Linked DNA regions of Cricetulus griseus: region 2 is linked to region 1. A link is a contact called in public Hi-C data. All regions are on one chromosome and are shown on one strand. The core of a region is the stretch at or near the end of the contact, and the rest is flanking DNA. Distances in the headings are between cores, read along the strand shown.

Region 1 (7,453 bases), core at 1,715-4,214:
TTTTGTGAGGAGGGCAAGAGTTCAATCTGGGTCGTTTGCTTTGTTTTTAGTTTTTTGAGACAGAATTTCTCTGTGTAGCCCATGCTGTCCTGGAACTCATTCTGTAGACCAGGCTGGCCTGGAACTGGGAGATCCGTCTGTCTCTGTCTCCTAAGTGCTGGGATTAAAGGTGTGCACCACCACCACCACCACCACCACCAGGGGTCTTATATAGTTTATGTTGGCCTTGAACTTACTTAGTAGCTAAGAGTGACCTTAAACCCCTGATACTTGTACCTCCACCTCACAAGTGCTGGTATTACAGGCACGCATCATCATGCCTGGCAGAATATGCACTTTTAACTGCCTTGCTAGCCCATCTTGTAAGACAAGGAATATTCTTATTTCTGTTTTATAAGTGAGGAAATAGAAAAGCCTATATAATATACAACAATATGCATATTATACAGTATATATAATATATTATGTAATTATGTTTTAATGATATGCATGTTATATAATATGCATTTAATGTGTATACTATATAACAAGCAGAATAGCATACTTAGTTAGCATTCAAACCAAATCTCACTATTAACCATATTGCACATACCCCTTATTATTAGCCATGTGGCTAAATAGGAGACTAGCTTTGATACTTACCAAATATAATCTGGGGGCTGGAGAGTGGCAAACATGAGTGGTACTCATGGGTTCAAATCCTTGAACCCATATGAAGCTGTATATGCCGAATGTCTATAAATCCCAGGGCTCCTCAGCAAGATGGGAGGTAGAAAGAAGGTGACAGGTAGGGACTGAGACTACAGATTGTCATGTGACCTCCCACAGTGGTAAGCCTGTGCCCACACACATGAACACTCATTGCACACACACCCAATACAAACATTCCCGCATTAGTCTTTATGTCCTTAATCACAAGAATAAATGTTTTCGAGAGAGCTAGAAGAGCAAAGTCAACAAGTGTCTTGAAGGTCAGTGTCTTCCTTGCATGTGTCAAGAGAGTACAGAGTACTAGGGAATTGTCACTGATGAGTCTTTTCATCTTTCTGAGTCTCAATTTACTCTTTAAAAATTGTTCATTTAGGGCTTGAAGAGATGGTTCAGCAGTTAAGAGCACTGGCTGTTCTTCTAGTGGACCTGGGTTTGATTCCCAGCACCCACATGGCAGCTTATAACCATAACCATCTGTGACTCCAGTCCCAGAGGTCTGACACCCTCTTTTGGCTTCCTTATGTCCCAGGTATAACGTGGTGTACACACACACACACACACACACACACACACACACACACACACACCAAACAAAACAAAAAATAAATAAAAACAACAAACAAATCCATACACATAAAATTAAACAAATCTAAAGAGATCATCATTATTATTATAGTATTCTGAAAATAGGGAATGATAGGAACTCTCAAATCAAACAAACCTGAGGAAATCAGATCTCCATATTTTAACTTTGTGGGCTTGGAAGGCATAGGTATTAGGCCACACTCCTTATCAGTAAAACCAAAGGATGCCCATGTCATACTGATATGACAACTGAGTAAGACAAGCAGCCTAAGTGTCTAGCCAGAGCTGGAAGGGATTGGCATTAGGAAGACTGTCAACAGCTGAAGGGTTCTAAAACTCCCAGCCACCTTTGGTCTGTAGGGTTTTTTTTTTTTTTTTTTTTTTTTTTTTTTTTTTTTTTTTTTTTGCATTAGGGTTTCAGTCTGTGAGTGGAGAGCCCTCTAGTGTTCATTATTCCCAATAGATCTCAGACTGACTGAGCCCTCCCTGTGCTAGAAGTTGCAATGTATAAGGTTACTAGAGCTCTCCTAAAGTCTCCTAAACTACACAGAGCACTGTCTGTGAAGCTGAGATTTTGGATTGGGATATATTCAGAGACCCTGTTTGAGAACAGAAAGAATATATAGAGTGAAAAAAAAAAAAAGAGACTGGAGGCTGGAGAAATAAATGACTCAGCCATAGGACCACTGGGTTCTCTTCCAGAGGATCCAGGTTCAATTCCCTGCACCCACATGGCAGCTTACAACTGTTTGTAACTCCAGTTCCAGGGGATCTGACACCCTCACACAGACATTCATGCAGGCAAAACACCAATGCACATTAAATAAAAATAAAATAAACAAATAAAAAGGCAAACCAGGCCAACAACTCTGTGGGATTAAAGCAAAGTTGATGGGGAAATGTTGTTTAAGGAAGTGCTGGGTACCCCAGTTTCTCTCAGCCATCTTAGCAGGTACAACTTTCATTTTGTTTTGGCGGGTGCTGATGGTGCAGTTTGAACCAAAAAGGAAGAAAGTGGGTATGTGATTAGAAGAAAAATTCAGTGGACCGATGGAGGGAGAACCTGAAGGAAGAAACCAACAATAACAAGTGGCCCAAACAGCCCAAATGATCCTGAAGAAAATAATTTTCGTGGGTCCCATCTGGGATGTTGAGTCAGCAGTAAGAGTTTAGGAGAAAGTCCTTCCTGGGAAGTCTTTGGAATGTCGGTTTATTATTTATTGGGGGGGGGGGCTTGGAGCATTAAGGAATTCACCCTACTGGGGCTGGGGCTCAAGATTGTTAAAATACCTTCCTACGATTGGGGTAGTTCTACCATGAAAACTGTACTACCTTCATAGGCTGCTCCAGTTAACTAACTTTTAGTTCATCCAGCTGTAAAAGGGAGGCAATAATCTCTCTCGCGATTTTTATAAAAACATTTTTTAAAAAACAGTAAATTACTTGTTGCCGCAAAAATTCCCTCGCTGCCAGCTATGACTGCGATTAACTCCAGTGTCTACTAGAAGATTCCAGAGAGCCTGAGCCACAAGAGAACCTTGCAGGCTGGGAAGACAACACTTGGAAAATTCTTTCTCCCACAGAAACCGAACCTTCGCGGACCACACTACCCAGAAGACCTTGTGGCTCGGGGCCCTCTCGCGTGCATTCTGGGATTGGTAGTTTTTGGAGCCCGTTCGTCAGCTCGCGCGGTGCGGGCCCAGGAACTCGCCTTCCCGGCTACCCGCGCGGCCAGGGTGCTCCTCCGCGATCAGGAAACGCGAAAGATGGCGACTGCTCGGCGACGTTGAGGCCGCGTTAGGCGGTTCAGACGCGGGGTGGTGAGTGTTGGGCGGCGGAGGTGATTCCTATGAGTTTGGAAAGTGGGCGAGAGCGGGGAGATAGCCCTGGCTTCCGCTTCTTGGTCCAGACGGGGAAGAACGCCTCAGGGAAGGGGCACGAGCCCGGGAAGCTCTGGCGGTCAGGAGCGAAGGGGCGCGGGCCCCAGGAGCAGTGTTGGCTGTCTGGGGCACAGGCCACCTCCAGGACGATGTTATGAGCCAAGATTTTGGCCCATGGACATCGCGCTTGCTATACCTCAGTCTGACTTTATTCCTGATCCTTTACTTCAACCAGACTGGACCTCTGATGTACTTCCAGAAACCAGTCTGTGCTTTCCCGCTACGGCGTCGCCAGTATTACTGCTTTTGCCGGAAATTAGTTCTAACCCTCACCCTCATCTTCAAATGCTCAGGATACACTTCTTCCGTGGATCCTTCCATATCCTCTCTTACGAATGGAAAGAAACTGCTACTTTGGATTCTCGCAATACTTATCTGATTAGTCTTTACCTTGGCGTGTCTCATGCCTTCTGCTTCCTGTGGGCAGAATTTCATTTTGTAACTACCACAGGGCCTAGGACCGAGTCTTACATATAGTAGCAACAGTTAAATGAAAATAATTCGCCTTTGCCCTACAGCAGAACTGGGAAGCACAGCCAGGGTCTTCTATAATCATTGCCTATATTTGCATTTTTGGTTTTGCAGACAGGGTCTCTTGTAGGTCAAGCTGGCCTTGAACTCAGTATGCAGCTTAGTCTGTCCTGACTTTGAACTTAGTCCTACCTTCACCTTCCTAATGCTAAGATTTCAGTCGTAGACTACTTAGCATTTCTCCTAGTTTATATATTTATATACATATATATGTATATATATATATTGTAGTTAGATATCAATAGACAGAGAATAAAAGCAATGTTTTCAGGCAGGTGGTGATGGTGCACACGTTTAATTCCAGCAGGGAGGTAGAGGCAGGTGGATCTCTCTGAGGCCAGTCTGGTCTATAGAATGAGTTCCAGGACAGCCAGCGCTGCACAGAGAAACCCTGTCTGGAAAAACCACACACACACACACACACACACACACACACACACACACACACACACACACACACACTTTCTTGTAAGTCACCACAGGAATTTTTTTTTTTCTCTCTCGGGACAGGGTTTCTCTGTGTAGCTTTGGAGCCTATCCTGGCACTCGCTCTGAAGACTAGGCTGGCCTCGAACTCACAGAGATCTGCCTGCCTCTGCCTCTGCCTCCCGAGTGCTGGGATTAAAGGCGAGCGCCACCAACACCCGGCACTTAGAGCTCTTTTAATGGGGGGGGGGGAAAAAAGCTCTTTTAATGTTCTCAGTGAGATTAAGTTGAAATTCAGGTGCTTTTGCCCTGGACCCTAACAGTTTATTTTGCTTTTATTGTCAGTTTCAGTTCTCTTCCAGACCCACTCCATCCAAGTTTGTATTCTTCCCCTTTCCTGCCATTCAAACAGCTTTTGTGAAGGCCACTAGTCATCTCCTCCCCTCCCAAATCTTCAATGGTTCTGTGTTGACTATTCTCTCTTTGAAATGTGTTTTGCTTCTGCATTGTTATAGTTTACACCCCTACCCCCATCCCTGCTGCTGTTTTTTTCTAGTCTTTTCTTTTGTCTCTTCTAGGCACCCTTCAGTGTTAGTGTGCTAGAGCTGCACTGTGGATCTCCTCTTCTGCCTGCTTAGGTGATGTTTAAGACACAATGACTTAACAGCTGTCTCTGTACTCATATTTTTGTCTTCCCGTGTCTCTTTAGAGTTCCAGATTTCTCTTTGGTTGCTTTCTTAATATCCCACAAGCTGGCAAAAATGGCACTTTTGTTCTGTTCCTTCCCTAGTCTTCTCTGGTTGCTTCACTGATGGTAACAAAAACCAGTAGTTTCCTCAAACTGTATGTACATTTAGGAACTGTTTTCCGCTATCTCATCCCTTCCCCAAACTTTGACAGTAACATGTTTATTTTATCATCAAATAGAGAATGCAAAAGAAGTTTTGTTTTTGTAAATTGTGTATGTGTGTGTATGAGTGGTGAATACATAGTATATGTGTTGTGGGAGGGACAGAGGAGGACACTGGGTGTCCTGCTCCATCATCTCATTCCCCCGGGACAGGTCTCCCCTTGAACTTGGGATGGCCTCCTGCTTCCACCTTCCTTATAGCCCTGGAGTTACAGGTATATTTAACCATGTCTAGCTTTAACATGGGCACTGGGAATTTAGCATGTACAGAAAACACTCCTACCTGCTGAGCTATCTCCCCAGCCCCAGGAGCTGTCTTTGTGTCTCCTCTGTAGTTTTTCCCTTTATCAGTAAGTCTTGTTAGCTCTACTGCCAAAGTATGCCTGTCTCTTTTTGCATCCCTAGAACAAGCCACTGTCATCTCCTGCTTAGATATAGTTGCCCCTTGTGATTATCTGAGGAGAATTGGTTCTAGGACCCTAGGTGAATAACAAAGTCAGCATATGCTCACGTATCTTCCATAAAATGTCACAATATTTGCATATACACTACATAATCCCCCTGCATACTTTAAAAGATTTTCTAGATTAATTATAAATGACAAATGGCTTTGTAAATTGTTGTTTTGCATTATTTGGGGAATGGTAATTTTAAAAATCTACAAGTTCAGCCAGGCGTTGGTGGCGCACGCCTTTAATCCCAGCACTCAGGAGGCAGAGGCAGGCGGATCTCTGTGAGGCCAGCCTGGTCTACAGAGCGAGTTCCAGGACAACCTCCAAAGCAATAGAGAAACCGTGTCTCGAAAAACAAAAACAAAAATCTACAAGTTCAGTATAGAATTTTCTTGAATGATTTTGATTCATGGTTGGATCTGTGGGTACTAATGGGTGCACAAGGCTCACTGTACTGTAATAGCATTCTAAGTCACTTGAGGAATTCTTTTCTAATGTAATACTGGGTGTTATATTCTTTCTAAAGCCCTTCAAGCATTTCCATTGGTTTTAAGTTGAAATCCAGTGGCTTTCCCCTGGTTTCTAATAGTTTCATGATTTGATTTCTACTCATTGGTCTAATGATCTAAATTATTTATTTATTTATCTATTTGTTTGTTTGGTATGTATGGAGCTTTGTGTTCATTTATATCTGCACCATTTGAGTGCCTGGTGCCTGGTGCCTGGTGCCTGAGGCAGTCAAAACAGGGTGTTAGACTCCCTGGAGTTACAGGTGGTTGTGGGCCACCATGTGGATGCTGGGGACCAAACCTATGTCCCCTGGTAGAGCAGCCAGTGCTCTTAACCACTGAGTCACTCTCCAGCCCCATCTTACCTTTTAAAGAATTGTGTATTTATTGTGTGGTGTGGGAAGAGTGTGTGCCGCAGTGCCTCATGTAGAGGTCAGAGCATGTAGAAATCAGTCTCCTCTGTCAAGTGGGTCTCAAGGATCTAACAGATGGCCAGTCTTGTCAGCAGGCATGTTTTCCCCCTGAGCCATCTTGTGGACCTCACACTGACCTCATCTGGAATTAGCTTCCCTTTGGGTCAGCCTCAGTTTCTTCTAAGTGTCAGGCATTCTAAGCTGGTTGTTGCCCCAGTGCCTTAGTGCTGTCTGTCTGTTGACTCTTTTTCTGATCTTGATGGCTGTCTCTTCCATCATTAATCTCAGTAAATGTCAACCTAAGAATTCTCCCTGAGCATTCTCTTGTTCAGATCTCCATCTCCTATCACCCTGTTTTATTATCTTTTTTGGTGTTCATTCTGAGTATTTGAAATAATGTGCTACACTGAGTTTAGACTGTATAAATGAAGAAGCTTTGTGTGTTTACTGTCTCATCTCCAGGACCCACTATATGAGTGTTCAGTACATACTTGTTGAAAGAATGAGGCCTGATATGGTGTTGTTCACTTTTAATCCCAACATTTAGGATTAAAAGCAGGTAGGCTGCTGTGAATTAGAGATCATCTGATCTACATAGTGAATTCCAAGCCAGTCAGGATCATATATAAATACCCTGTCCTAAAACAAAAACAATAACAAAAATCAACCAAACAAAAAAAGAATGAACAAGGCCCAGGGTGCTTTATAGAGAAAACAACCTTTTGGATTATTTTCTTAGGGCTGCAAGAGGAGAGACATACTGGGAAATGTATGATGTACTGATTTGGAATATTCTGTCTTTTTTTTTGTTGTTGTTGTTAATTATGAGATAAAAATAGGCTGTCTTCACCTTTAGAAAGTGCTATTTGTTCATTTTGGTTTTCTCATCCTTAACATTTTCCCCTTCTTAAGCATATGGCACTTACTGGCATGGGAAAGGAGAATTGCAACAAAATGTTTAGGAGACTGATATTTC
Region 2 (7,453 bases), core at 3,202-5,701, 130 kb before region 1:
TTTGATTTTTTTTTTTTTTTGAAACCGCATTTTGTACCATATGTAGATCAGGCTGGCCTCAGATTTGCAGCAATCCTTCTGCTTCCACCTCCTAAGTACTGGGATTATAGGCACATGGTAATGCACCCAGGGTCAGACTTTTAAAAGAAATCTTTGTAACCTGTGCATGGTGACACAAGTCTTTAATTCCAGCACTCGGGAGGCAGAGGCAGGCGGATCTCAGACTTCAAGGCCAGCCTGGTCCACAGAGTGAGTTCCAGAGCAGCCAGGACTGTTACACAGAGAAACCCTGTCTGGAAAAACCAAAACAACAACAACAACAACAACAATCAACTTTGTGTATGTCTGTGTGTAGGCATATGGTAGCTAGAGAACACCCCTGGGTGACAGTCCTCACCTATCACCTTATTTGACACACAGTTTTGGTTTGATCTTCCACTTTTTGGGGGGTTTGAGATATTGTTTCTCACTGGCTTGGGATTTTATCACATAGGTAAAGTTGGCTGACCAGCAGTCTCCAAGGATCCATGGGGTTAAAAGCACATGCCACCATGTGTGTTTTTTATGTGGATTCTGGGGATCTAAACTCAGTTCCTCAAGTTTTCAAGGCCAGTGTTTAACCAGCTCAGTCATCTCCCCAGCATCTTTTCCACTTCTAGTTTTGTTGGTTGGTTGGTTGGTTTGGTTTGGTTTTTCAGGACAGAATGGGGTTCTCTGTGTAGCCCTGGCTGTCCTGGAACTCACTCTGCAGATCCCCCTGCCTCTGCTTCCAAGTACTATGATTAAAGTAGTACACCACCGCTGCCACTACCTGCCAGCAACATTTTCCAGTTTTATGAGAATTTAAAACTGAGGCACACGCTTAAAAGCTGACTCAGAGCTGGGGTGGGGGTGGGGGTGGCACATACCTGTAATCCCAGCACAGCAGAGGAAGGAGGATTTCTGTGAGTTTGAGGCCAGTCTGTCTACAGAGTGAGTGCCAGGACAGTCAGAGTTGTTACACAGAGAAACCCTGTCTCAAAAAACAAACAAACAAAAAAACAAAAAACAAAAAAAACAACCTCCCCCAAATTAAACACCCCAAAAGAAAGAAAAGAAAAAAAGCTGGCCCAGAGCCCTAGTAAAAAGTAAAGCTAACAGGTAAAGGCACTTGCCAGGCAAGCTTAGTTACCTGAGTTTAATTGCCAGAACCCATTTAAAAGTAGAAAGGGAACAGCTCCACAAAGTTGTCCTCTGACCTCCACGTGTACATCATAGCATGTGCACTGACACACAACATTGTGCATATACATGAATAATTGTTTTTAAAGCAAAGCTGGTAAGCATGGAGGTAGATGTCTTTAGTTCTAGTACTTGTGAGGCAGAGGCAGAGGCAGACAGATCTTTTGAATTTGTGGCTAGCCTGGTCAACATAGTAAGTTCTAGATGCTATATAGTGAGACCATGTCTCAAAAAAGAAAGGAAGGAAGGAAGGAAGGAAGGAAGAAAGAAAGGAAGGGAGAAAGAAAGAAAGAAAGAAAGAAAGAAAGAAAGAAAGAAACTAGTATTTTCAGGACTGTTCCCAGCTTATTTCCTGTAGTTCCTCTTACCTTACTTTCCCCTCTGCCCGGGGTAAACTCACTAATCTGTCAGGTCTCCAGAAACTAAAGTGCTGATTAGGGTCTTTGGGCAGAGAGATCTGCCAACATCATCAGGAAAAGTTGAGTTGTTTGGATTTGGCTGGACTGGAACTCTGAACCCAGAGATCCCTTGCCTTTCTTCTAAGGTAGAATAAATCATGGAGGAAGAGAGAGCTGTAGTCAGCCCACTCGACCCACTGTCTGTGCTGAACCCACACAGACTGAAGGTAGCACTCAACACCACGAGGACTGCCAGACTGAGGACTGCCAGACTGGGTTCCTTTGCTGGTAGGATAATTTGCATCCAAGCCAGGAGTAGGCTCTGAACAATTCCTTGGCTCACCCTCCTCTGCCTATACCTTCAGAGGAACCTCTGCCATACTGCTCTTGTTCTTCCAAAGCAGGCTTCCTGATAGAACGCAGGAAGACATCAACACTTGTCGGAGGCCAGCTTTCAGTGATACCGTCGCCAGCCCAGCCCCTGCTTCTGCATTCAAATTGTCAGAGCTCTCAGCACATTCCCAAGCTTGGGGGAGGGAGGCTTCCAAATTATCAGAATTAGAGCATGTTTGTGTGTGGGGGTGGGTGGGAAGGACAAATGTCTCCTTGTGGCACATTCCTTCATCAAGGAGGATTTGTTTAGGGAGGAGGCAAGGCTTTAAAAGCTGTGGAAGTCTGGTGGACCTGGTGGAAAGCAGCACCTGGAAGCCGTCTTCAGGGCAGCTGGTAGGTGCAAGGACTCTCAAGGGGGGAGTGGATGGGACAACAGAGCAGGCGGGTTTTACTTGCCTCTTCCTCAGTGAGTCCTGTCTCAATCCTGTAGCAACCCTTTTGGTCCCTGTCCCCTTAAAAAGAAGTCTCTGTACCCAAATGTTCCATGTACTTTTCTGAGATACAAACTGGGATCTCTTGTTTCTCCCTTTTACTCCCCCAAACCCCCCACCAAGTCTCCATCTGAGGACAGTGCTGAAGATGCAAGGGATACAATTCGGAAGCAACCAGGCTTCTGTTCTTAAAAGTCAGGAGAAGCAATTGGTCCCTTCTTTCTCAGGAACCATTGCCACCCTCTTTCCCCTTCCCTGCACCCCTCCCCTCCACTGAGCTGCTGCCATGGTTGCCAGGCATGGTTGCTAAGTCTCTGCATGGAAGGGCTGGCGTGGGCTGTGCTGCCACTAACATTACCATGGTGAATCAGGGGACACCTGGTACAGGCTTAGGGGGAGGAATCTGAGGATGCAAGCAAAAACCCCCCAGAACAGAGTGAACCCAAAAGGTGAGCTGCACTTGAGGGTGGCCAAGTGAAGTAGACAGTCTTGAGTGGGGCCCCATTCTAGGCAAGAGAGGCCACTCTTCCTTTCTGTTGCTAGGGGATTTAGCTGTACCACAAGAGCACACCATTCTTCCTCCATCCCCCTCTGTTAGGGCACAAGTGTATATAAGCACTCTATCTGCACCCCACATAAGGCTTGGTAGAGCTGTGTGGGCACAGAACTGTGTAATCCTAGAATCCTGGCTTCTGGGTTAGGGAAGCCAGCATGCCCAAGGGCATCCATATCTAGAGTGTGAGTTGTCCTGCTGCTTAGATGACCAGGACAGACTTAGTTCTGCCTTACAATCAGCAGAGAAAAAGATGAGGAGTAAAGGGTACAGGATCCACCTTGCTGGGGGGCGGCGCTGGGGAGCAGCTGTCCCCCAGAGTCGCACAAAAGCTTCCTGAAAGCGACCGACCGCCTCTCCACTGCTTGAACTGGTTACTCATCTCATCCGCACCCGAATGCCACTGACGCTAAAAATAGCCCGCCCCCCCAGCTGTGGGCCAGCCTCTCTTGCACCCCAACCCCATGGAAACCAGCAGAGAGTGGCAGGCAGAGACCTTGAGTTCTATTCTCACCACTCCCTGTCGGAGAAAGGAGTCCAGGCAGGCAGGCAGGCAGGCAGGGATAGATCACTCACTGGTGGTCAGGCAACCTGACAAGCAGGAAAGCAAAGGGTTAAAACTTCGGGCATGGAGCAGAAGTCGGGGCTGGAGGAGGGGGCACTACAGTAAGCTTGGTAAGAATCAGAAGTCTTCCCCCCACCCCACCCCCCCCCGTCCATTTCGCGGGTCCCATTAGGCTTGGGGGACCTGAACAGTGAGTGGGAAGGGGCGTCCAATCCCAGGCCCCAGGGGGCGGCCGTGTACATGGGGGAGGTAGCAGCGCGGAGCCGTCCACGGCAGCGTGTCACATGCGCGCGCGCGCGCACACGCGCGCGCACACACACATACATACACACACACACACACACACATACAGGCAGGCACACACGTGTGCCCGGGTATATATAGTTGCCAGTCCCTGGGCCTGCCGCTCTGCAGTGGGCGCCGGCTCCCTGGGTTGGGGAGGGGCTCACGGGGCGGGGTGGGAGGGTGGGGCCGGGGGTGGGGTGGGGCAGGATGCTGGATGGCCCGTTATTCTCCGAGGGGCCCGACAGCCCCCGGGAGCTCCAGGATGAGGAGTCGGGCAGGTGCCTCTGGGTGCAGAAGTCCAAGCTGTTGGTGATTGAAGTGAAGACTATTTCCTGTCATTATAGTCGTCGCGCCCCTTCTCGACAGTCCATGGACATCCAGGCCAGCTACTGGGCCCGTGGGCCCCAGAGCCGCACGTGAGTGAAGGAGGGGGTGAGGGGCAGCAAGTGGTGGGGCGGGAAGTGGGGTCCAGACCTCCCTGCTGGCACCAGCGTTTACTGCTGGCCCCTTCTCTTTCCCGCGCCTTCCTCCCCCCACTGGTCCAGGACTAGGGCCTGACTGTGTAGGGGGACAGAAGAGGTAGTGAAAAGGGGCAGGAGGTGAGATGGGGCAGTCGCTGGTAAAGTGTGCATGGAGAAATGGCGAGGAGTCTCATTTCGACTTCAGCCCCAACATGTATGCACGTGCACTGGCACACACACTCACGCGTACCCTCCCACACGGCTGCCCCAAGTGGTCTCCAGTACTCCCAGCTCCCCGGACCTCGGCTCCCTTTCCCCACAAACTGCTCACCTGGGTTCCTGCTCATTGTCCCAGGTGTAGGCTGCGCCCGGGATCCCCTGAGCCGCCACCCCGCCGACCCTGGGCCACCAGGGTGCTGCAGGAGGCGACCAACTGGCGGGCGGGGCCCCTCGCCGAGGTCCGAGCCCGGGAACAGGAGAAAAGGAAGGCGGCGTCGCAGGAGCGGGAGGCCAAGGAGACCGAGAGAAAAAGGCGCAGGGCTGGCGGGGCCCGACGGAGTCCCCTAGGTCAGCCCCGCCCAGAGCCCCGGAACGCCCTTCGGGCGGCCCAACCAACAGGGTTCCCAGTTTTCTCCAGACCAGAGCGCTTCGGACAGGTGGGGCGAGTGCCCCGTCCATCCGCGCTCCCGCAGAGTGACCCAGGGGTGGCATGGGCGGGGCCCTGGGGAGGTAGGAGACCAGGGCCCCCTAGCTACGAGGCTCACCTGATGCTGAGAGGCGCTGCAGGCTCAGCCCCAAGACGCCGCTGGGACCGGCCGCCACCCTATGTGGCTCCACCTTCTTATGAAGGCCCTCACAGGACCCTGGGGACTAAGCGAGGCCCCGAGCTCTCCCGGGCGTCCACCTCGTCAGCCCCAGTTCCAGCCACCGCCAGGACAGAGGGAGGGCGTACGAAGAAGAGGCTGGATCCTCGAATCTACCGGGATGTTCTAGGGGCTTGGGGTCTCAGACAGGGTCGGGGACTCTTAGGAGGAGCTCCAGGCTGTGCAGCGGCCAGAGCCGGGTCAGAGTCCTGCAAAGGGGCGATAGAGAAAAGCTCGGGCCTAGCTGCTGCTGGCCTGAACAGTGGTGGTTACAGCCATCCCCAAGCCAAAGCGACTGGCAGTCCAGACACGGAGGCAGCTCCCGCTGGGTCTACGATCCACAGCCCACCATGTCCTGCTCCTAGGTCCAGGCAGCACCTCAAGGGCTCCAGGGAAGGGAAAGAAGGAAGTGAACATATTTGGCTTCCTAAGTGTTGGCTTTCCTCCCCTAAGAAGCCTCCAGTTAGGCATAGCCAGACTCTCCCCAGACCCTGGGCTCCTGGAGGCACCGGGTGGAGAGAATCCCTTGGTCAAAGAGAGGGGACAGAACATGAGACCCTGGAAGTTTGGAAGGCGACCCGCCGCGCCCACACCCTGCCCCGCAGTTCCCGAGGCCCCTCTCGTAGAGACGGCATCTTTGTCATTGATGCCACGTGCGTGGTGATAAAGTCCCAGTATGTTCCGACCCCTCGAACCCAGCAGGTGCAGCGCTTGCCCTCTAGGGAGCCAAGCATTGTGAGCGACAGCCCCAGGCAACCCAAGCCCTGCCAGGAGGAGGGTGAGGGGGTCACTGCCAATCCCTCAGCTTGTCAAAAGCTACCATTGAGCAGTGGCATCTCCAACCAGGCGGGTGGGGGGAGCGAGTGCGAAGCCGAGAGAGGAGAGCAGGGGGATTCTACACGGGAGGACCGCACCTCCCGCATTTTAGGGTTCCCTGTCGGCGAAGTGACCCTACGAGACGTCGTCCACACGCAGCCAGGTAGCCCTGAGCACCCAACCTTAGGCCCAGCGGCTCCGGGATGCGCGGGCAGCTTGAAGGGCTCAGAAGCGGCTGGGGTCCTGCGGCGCGCGGGCGGGGGCTGGGCGCGGACTCCAGGACCCTACGCCGGGGCATTGCGGGAAGCCGTGTCCCGTATCCGCCGCCACACTGCCCCGGATTCGGACTCAGATGAAGCTGAGGAGCTGAGCGTCCATAGTGGCTCCTCTGATGGAAGCGACACAGACGCCCCAGGCGCCTCCTGGCGGAATGAGACGACCCTGCCTGCGGTTGGAAACACCCGGCCCAGGGAAGGCGGGAAGACAGCCAAGCCGAGTGACAGTATCCGGGAGGTTCTAGATGTCATTAGTCAAACTGAGGAAGAAGGCCTCTTCGGAGAGGACATCAGGAAAACACCACAGGGGAAAAGAGAGAGAGAGTGAGCGATGCCCCTTTTTGTTCTCATGTGGCTCAGCCCACCCTTGGGCTCACCTTTCTCCTTTACTCTCTACAGGCTTCGTTTGCTTCCCTTTTCTTCTTTCCCCACCTACACCTGTTCCCACACTTGAAACAGAGGAAAGGAGAGGAAAGAGAGGCCAGGCAGCACTCGCCAATCCAAGAATTAGCTTCAGGGGAGATGAGAGTAGGATTCAACCTCTGCTTCATTCAGCACTTCGAAGAACTGAGCAGAGGCAGTCATAGGTCAGGGTCCCTGGTAGGAGAAAAAAAGTAATGGAGAGGCCTTGAACCTAGTGACTGAGTGATCAGGTGACGGGGGGGGGGGCGGCTTTTGGCAGAGAAGGAATGGATGCATATACAATATACAACCAGCAAACTGGAAAGAGGGCTCAAGTTTCAGTTCCTACTCTGCCACTGACTTGCTGGTGGACCTTAGACTAACTACGTTTGCACCGTTTGGACCCGAGCATCCCGGATTCCTGCAAATGTAAAATGAGCGATTTCTGCCACCCATTCTTCCTTCCCTGGAATTTTGGGAATAAATGAATAGGATTTGAGGGCTCTTATCCACTTCACTCTTCCTCAGTTCAGAAGACTGTCAAGGTTTTCAAATTTAAATGGACAAAGGGCTTCTATCCCAACCTCCGAAGTTTAGGTGAGTGCTTCCCAAGGAAGAGCAGGATGATGGCCCTACCACTGCGTCTGGCCTGTGGTGGGCCAAGTTGGAGAAGGAAAGTAGCCAATGAATCAGCTTGGGACATTTTTAGGCCTTCCCCTTTTCCTAATCTCCGTGTCCTCAGTGATGCTCTGAAGTGTTGCCGGGATTTCCCACACAGGCGGTATCGCCC

Evidence for each region. Hi-C and Micro-C count contacts between places; a contact is called where the count stands out from the background.
Region 2: a Hi-C map of the CHO-K1 cell line shows a contact between it and region 1, with 3 times the contacts expected there. The contact joins the promoter of Ddn here to the promoter of Ddx23 in region 1. A contact is called at or near these places in 2 of 8 Hi-C or Micro-C datasets (both in the CHO-K1 cell line).

The regions. Positions count from the first base shown.
Region 1 is chr2:395,144,447-395,151,899 of CriGri-PICRH-1.0, reverse strand. Ddx23 (probable ATP-dependent RNA helicase DDX23) reads left to right here and starts at 2,964. Exons shown (of 17, transcript XM_027396463.2): 1 at 2,964-3,116.
Region 2 is chr2:395,277,424-395,284,876 of CriGri-PICRH-1.0, reverse strand. It overlaps Ddn (dendrin), which reads left to right and starts at 4,451. Exons shown (of 1, transcript XM_035438821.1): 1 at 4,451-6,878. The coding sequence starts at 4,451. The coding sequence ends at 6,589.